Linked DNA regions of Rattus norvegicus: region 2 is linked to region 1. Evidence: chromatin contacts called from public Hi-C data. All regions are on one chromosome and are shown on one strand. Each heading gives the region's core, a stretch centred on a gene start, on an enhancer-like site or on the middle of the called end of the contact. The rest is flanking DNA. Distances are from core to core; before and after follow the strand shown.

Evidence for each region. A called contact is a pair of places that touch in the nucleus more often than the background predicts.
Region 2: a contact with region 1 is called in a Hi-C map of kidney, with 6 times the contacts expected there. The contact joins the enhancer-like site here to the promoter of Kdm6a in region 1. A contact is called at or near these places in 2 of 12 Hi-C or Micro-C datasets (frontal cortex and kidney).

The regions. Positions count from the first base shown.
Region 1 is chrX:7,058,305-7,061,934 of GRCr8, reverse strand. It overlaps Kdm6a (lysine demethylase 6A), which reads left to right and starts at 1,975. Exons shown (of 30, transcript NM_001427597.1): 1 at 1,975-2,493; 2 at 2,705-2,768. The coding sequence starts at 2,336.
Region 2 is chrX:8,389,307-8,392,936 of GRCr8, reverse strand. The region is part of intron 1 of Ndp (norrin cystine knot growth factor NDP); the gene reads right to left. Among named protein-coding and RNA genes, the nearest start is that of Ndp, 12 kb to the right of the region's middle. Within about 2 kb of position 1,731, at least 27 of the 93 cell types and tissues checked have an H3K27ac peak or open chromatin away from gene starts, as enhancers often do.

The sequences.
Region 1 (3,630 bases), core at 726-3,225:
GAACACAGAGGCTAGCCTGGGCTACAGAGCAAGACCCTGTCTCATAAAATCTGTGCCCCAACAAACTAGAATTTCCTCGAATGAAAAACAACAGCTTTGGTTTAGAGGTCACAGGGCTTGTACAAAGGCTCAGAAATCAGTTGTGCTAGCTAGACTCCAACCCCTCCCCATCACTATATCTCTAAAACTCTAACCTTATCATTGGAGGACAGGAAGGCGCTGAGACATAGGTTGCCTTATATCATCACTCTTGGAAAGGGACTGACAAAAACCAGTAACTTTGGTGATGTGGCCAAATACTGACAGATTTCATTTCTGCTTGTGCAAGTGTCCATGTGGTAGTGGGCCAAAACCCTCCCAGGTTTTGAAGGTCACAATTTGTGACACTTAACAATTCGTATGTTAATTTAGGTATAGAAAATATTCAGTCCCCTGTACTCACTCATTCAAGTAAAATAGAACACCATAGAAGAACATGTTTTGTAAAAGTGTAATTAAACACGAAATACAATCCATATAAAACTAGAGTTTATTCATCTAGTTACTAGTCTCCAGGCAACAATTTAAAGCTCTGTCTGTCTGCAAAATTAGTTGGGATTTTTAGTCCCTCATTTAATACAGCTAGGATTTACTGACTCAGCAGTACATATTCTGAAATCTGTTTAAATATATCTTATTGATTACAGGTGCAAACTTACATATAGAACTTGGTTTATAAAGGGATCTTTTCTTCGTATAGTTCATTTATTAATAATATTTCCTATTCCCAAAGACTGGAGGTGTGATGAGATACATCACATTATATCTGCCTTTCCAAAATAGTCGATAGAAGGTTTGGTCTATCTCCTGATTATACTATGGATCAAACACCAGATTTATTTGCACGTGAGGGAAAGAGCGAGCAAATGTTACTACTGCTAAGGGTTTCCGTAAGTAGTGGAAGCAGAAAAAGGCTTTTCTGGTCAGGAAGCTGCGTTGAAGGTTCTATTTATTAATGGCCAGTTCACATACAGCTCCTACTCTTCATGGAGGACCCACTGAGATGGACAGCACAGTATTAACGAATTACTGCTAGGGCAGAGGGTATATGCAAGCAGCAGGAATACTTGGCCCGAAAGTGCTGCCAACAGACAGACCTTTGGCGGTGGGGTGCCGGGGCCAGCGCGCCAGACCCCCGCAGGCAACTCTTCATTCCATCCTGCCTGGGATGTGTGGGCAGGGTTCAGGGGACCTTTTCCCCTTCCCCTTTCCCTTCTGAGAGGAAGGGGGCTTCCGACTGCCTGTGCGGCCTTGTCTAGGGCGGCGCCCAGGCTGACGGGTGTGGGGCCGGCTGCTGCTCCTCTGGCGCACTCCTCGTGGAGGCTATTATTTCCAGCAGGGGCAAAGAGTGCGCCTTCTACCGAGGGCAGAGGTATGGGACTGAGTGTTCCCTCCCCGCGACTCAGCTGCTGTCCCTCCCTGTGGGGATCGATATTCCCGGAGTGCGCGAGCGCCGGCCGGACCACCGAAAGCCAGTTTTGGCCTACCCCAGAGCTTCCGGGAAGCCAGAGGCAGTCCTCGGCGTCCGGGCTCTCGCCCGCCGCGGGCGGTGCCGGACCTCGCCCCGCCAGAGCGCTCCCCTCCCCCTCCGGATCCCACCACGGATCCCGAAGGGACCCGGCCGGGACCCTTCATTCTCTGCTCGTGTATTTAAGTAGCACAACCTAACCAGCTGCTCCCACTCGGTGACAACCCTACTCAGGACAGACGCGCCCATCAGCCAACCACGGACCAGAACTGGCGAGCATCCCGCTCCCGGGTCTGTGGCGGCCTTGGTGGGCGGGGCTAAAGCAGCTAGCAAGTTGAGTGGAGCCACGACTGACGCGAGTCAACAAAGGTCACGTGGGCCTAGAGGGCTGCTGTGATTGGCCGCGCTGGCCGGGCAGGGGAGGGGGGGTCACGGCGGCGGCGTGGGGTTTGCTGTGTGACACAATTACAACAACTTTGTGCTGGTGCCGGGGAAGTTTGTGTCTCCTACGAATCCCCCCGGAGATCCCGCTCCTCGCGCGCTCCGGCCATTCCCGTCGTCCCTGCCTGTGGCTGTCCCCTTCCCACCCCCGCGATGTGACCCTACAGCCGAGTCGTCGCTGCTCCCGACCCAGTGGCTCCACAGCCTGTGCGGCCGCTGCCTTCACCTCTACCGCGTTAGGATTTTTCGCCGCCGCCTCTCGCGGCAGAGGAGGAGGCAGAGATAAAGTTGGTGTGCCGGTCCCGTGCGGAGATTGAAAGCGTCCTTGCGGGCTCCGGTCCGGGGAGGGGGGTGTCGGCGTTGGAGTTGTGAATTCGCTACGTTTCCATGAAATCCTGCGGAGTGTCGCTCGCTACTGCCGCCGCCGCCGCCGCTTTCGGTGATGAGGAAAAGAAAATGGCGGCGGGAAAAGCGAGCGGCGAGAGCGAGGAGGCGTCCCCTAGCCTGACAGCCGAAGAGAGGGAGGCGCTCGGTGGACTGGACAGGTATGAGGAGCGGGCAACGGCCGGGGCGGCTCCGGACAGGCAGGCGCTGCTCTCCGAGGAGGCCGGAGCGCGGCTCGCCTGTGGCGGCGGTGGGGCGGGCACCTCGGCTTGGAGCTCTCGGCGCTGCTGATGCCGGGGCCTCGGGCTTTGGCACGGACCGGTCGGTGGCTTTTCCGGAGCACTAACGAACCGCGTGTGTCTTTCTCCGCAGCCGCCTTTTCGGGTTCGTGAGGTTTCATGAAGATGGCGCCAGGATGAAGGCCCTGCTGGGCAAGGTGAGGCAGCCGCGGGCCGGAGCGCGGACACGGTCTCTAGGGCCAGAGGCGCGATCGCCCGGGGCCCCGGGACCGGGTCACCACTCATTGTGGCCTCGAACGACGGCCGAGGGGCTTCCGGAAAACTATTTCCTGCTGCTGCGCTCTCCTCTACCTCTTGGTACCTCGCTTGTTCTCTTGAGAGATCACTTCTCTTAGCCAGAGGACAGAGGCAGCAGCGCATTCGGGGCCAAGCTCTTGTGGGGCTTCCAAATTGCCTCCGATTTTACCGCCCTTGGGGGCTAGGCCGATGATCTCCGAGGAGATCATGTGGAGAGTCATGAGTTCGTAAACGGGTGCAGATTTCCTTAAATTCCCCGCTCGTTTTCTCCCCTGGTTTTAAAGCCTCTTTAGGCAGGTTGTCCCTAATGTCTGCTGTTAGCCAAACATTTCGGGATGGCTTCTTGTCTCTGCTCCCTGAAGGGGGAAGTTGCACGCAGCTTAGGTCTGTAAAGAGTTTGCATGGGGCTGTTGACACGTATCTCAATCGGTGTGTGCTTTACCTGAAGTTAGGTGACTTGTTTACTTTTTGGATCTTTCTGCCATTAGATCTATCACAGTTGTGTGAGTGTGTTTTCTGGAGCTTCGTTTCCTGTGAGTCTGTCAGGGGCAGTTGGGGAGGTTCAGGGTGTAGTCTCTTGTTTATTTGTGTGCAAAGTTGTTGGTACTGTCATTTAGTTAAGTAATGGCTGCTTCTGTCGGCCCAAGATGGCGGGACAGGGTGGGAGGAGAAAGTGGGGGGGGGCGGTTTGGGAGAGGGAGGAGAGGTAAACATGGAAATAAATAGTATCAAAGAAGAATAGGCCTCTCCTTTAGAGTATGT
Region 2 (3,630 bases), core at 482-2,981, 1.3 Mb before region 1:
AAAAATAAAATAAGAAGAAACAAACAGGAATAGGACAAAACAAACAAAAAGCACAAGAAACACATATAGATGCAGAGATATACACATTTGCAAACAGAGATTCCCATAAAAACACAAACCTGCAAACCATAATGTTTAAAAAAAATGCTCAAAGCATTGTGAGACAAAACAAACTCCAAAAATAGCATTCAGTTCATTTTGTGTTGGCCATCTATTGCTGGGAATGAGGCCTGTGTTAAGTGTGGTATGTATACCCAGTGAGACTCTGTTGAAGAAAACCAATTTTTCATTTGAGAGAGGTTATCAATTAGTGATATCTTCTGGGCTGGAGATGTGAGTTTTTATTTATTTCACATCTCACCATGGAACATCAGGAGACCTCCTGTGCTAGAGTTATAGACATGAGCTTTGATATAGGTGCCAGGGGTCTAAACCCACAGGGGTCCTCATGTTAGAGCAGCAGCTATTTCACTGACTGAACCTTATATCCTGAGCCCTGTGAACTGATTTGTAGTTTTGACATGAAAAACTTTACTCAAAACTAGTTATGAAAAACAAAAGGGGGCTGCAGAGGTGATTCAATGATTAGGAACACTGGCTGCTCTTCCAGAGGACCCAGGCTCCATTCCCAGCACCTACATGGAGGCTCACAATCTTTTGTAACTACAGTTCCAGTAAACCTGACACCTTCTTCTGGCTTCCTTTGGTCCCAGGCACACAATGATGCCCAGACATACAAGCAGAACAAATACCCATATACATAAATTTAAAACGACAGAAAAGTGACAAATTACTTTATGTCTACATTTAAGATTTTTGCCTCTATTACATTCATACGAGCCATGACATTTTTCTTCAGTTTTTCTATTAACACTGAAATAACAATGCAAACAATGATAACAAACACAGAATTCATCATAATTTCAAAACACAAAAGTGAGCTCTTTACAATATAACAATAGAATTTGTTTTATTATTAGTAGTATTTGTTGTTTAGATTTGTTTATTTTTATATAAAATGTATGCTTGATGCTGGAGAAGATCAGAAGACGTCATCAAATGCCTTAGATATGAAGTTGTTTATGACTGTGAACCATAATGTGGGTTCTGGGAACAGAAGGAATCCAGGTCCTCTGCAAGACCAACAAGTGCTCTTAATCACTGAGCTATCTCTCCAGCCAAGCAATTGTTTGTTTGTTTGTTTGTTTGTTTGTTTGTTGAGACAGACTCTCACTAAGTAGACAACTTGAGATCCTGAGGCATGCTGGAATTACAGGCCTGTACTACAACACTTGGCAACAGCTAAGATTCATGCTGCATTTTGGTTTTGCTTTAGATATACAAATTGAATGAGCCAGCACTGCTGTGCTGAAGATGAGTTTGTAAAAATAGAGGTCAAGAAAGGAGGACACTGAGTCAAGCTGCAGTGAGCACAGACCAGGATCTGCACCGTGAGCAGGGATGTACAAGGGAGAACTAAGGAATTAAGAAAATTCACGCTAGCACAGGATACCTTGTTTTTTGCCAAGCTAGTGTATATCGGCTTAACAGAAGCCTCTAGCATTTTTCTTGAAACTAAATTAATTCCTTTGTTCTATTTGTTTATGCCATACAGAACAAACTCAAATGCTGGCTATCAGGATTTAGGTCCTCAGCCAGGCAGCCCATGATGAGTTGAACAAGAGAACTCAGTAGTCTTGTGTCCCCATTGTGCTTTGTGCTTTGCTCTGGTCTCTGAGACCTGAATTTGGCCACAGGACAGAGCCCACGTTCTCATGGCTCCAGTACAGAGCCCTTTGCAGCAGGAGAATCACGTAGGCCAGCATGCCCGAGTTTGGAGTTACCCTCCAAACACTATCAGTGGAAAAGAACAACTGGTGCCCAGATTTCCCCACCTGTCATCCTCATTGAAATAATATCGCAACCTCCTGGGTGAGAGATGGTGCTGTGCCCAGGGAGCAGCTCACTCCAGGGCTGACCTTGTGCCTGGCAGTGAGGAAAGCACTAGCTTTGCACAAGTGATTCCAGCAACAGGCTAAGACAAGTGTCATGTGCCAAGAACGACCTTGGTTTTGCCCTACTTGTGAGACAAAGAAGGGCAGTATTTCCGTATCTATCCTTTCCCGGGCTCTTTCAGTCCTGAAATAGTCAGGTGTTCTCTCCCTATTTCTTTCATAAAACATTTATTCAACACATATATTTATGAATTGAGCACCTACCATCTACTTTTACTCAGATAAAATACAAGGATTGGGGTAAGGGGCTAGTGGCTGACATGCGGAGGCTCAGAGGTAAACGCCTAGCAACTAAAACAAATTAAAAAGCTAAAGGTCAGAGGAAAAAGTAGGTCCTATCTTAAATATATCTTTTTGTTCACAGTGTTTATAAGTAACAAATCTGGGCCTGTTATTTTCCTTTTTAATTTTATGGTCCCATTGATACTCCTCATTTATCAACTAAATTATACCCAGCATGCAGAACATCATCTAAGAGAAGATGTAGTGAAGTAGGTAAAATATAATGACTTTGGAATGGACTCAGTGTATCAGACAGAAATATTTATTATTTATTGTAGTTTTGTTTTGTTTTCCAAGACTGGGTCTCTCTATGTAGCACAGACTCTCTCTGTAGAGAGAGGCTGGCCTTGAGCTCAAAGACATACACCTGCTTCCAGCTCTCCTGGAACTCTTTATATCAGGCTGGGCTTGAACTAACAGAGATCCATCTGCCTCTGCCTCATGGGTTCTTGGATGAAAGATACTCACCACTACTCACAGATATATGCTGTAATTTTTAAAAATATGAGTCAGGAATAAGGTAAAGAATGCAGTACACAGTAGCAATTAAATTATATAAAAAAGAGAAGGGAATTAAAACTGTAAGGCTGGAAGAAAGCTTGCTACTAGATAATTCTTCATACAAAAAATTCTGAGTTTTATTCAGAGAGTGCCAAGTGCTAAGTAGCACCTTCCCAGGAAACTAAAGGATTCCCATGGGATTTAGTCAAGGAGATGCCTTGGAGAATAAGTCAGATGCTTCTTCCCACAACACTTAATTTGTAAACTGTAAACAGCATGTTGGATGATATAAAGCATCCTCTGCACTCACTGAATGGTTTAAGATTATTTCTATCTAGAAGCACATGAGTAGCAGCCAAGAAACCAAGCCTGGACTGACTGACCCTGAAGCAGTGGTACTTGGAAAAGATGCAAGCCCCACTTGGCTCTCCAAGGATACACTCATAAGATCAGTAGAGGGGAATATAGCTCTTGTTCCTTTCATCTCAGGGTGTTTGTTCTATAGTAGGAAGCAATGGCTTACTTTAGGTGCACAAGGAAAATAGCTTTGCCATTAAATAATAGTCCCCTGTTCTGTGATAGGACACTGACTTCTCCCCCCTGTATGACATCTGTGGCAGAGCTGCACAGCAGCAGTTAAATGTACAAGGGAAGGAAGGTATGAAGAGGGAAAGGAAAGCAAAAGAGGAGGAGGAAGAATACAGCAAAGGAAAGAAGCAATATATCATAATCACAGTAGATAAGGACACTCAAACAAATGCTTGAGAAGAGAAATCACTTGATGGGGAACATCAATGAGTCAACTGTGGAGTGGGACCTACCCATGTGTGTG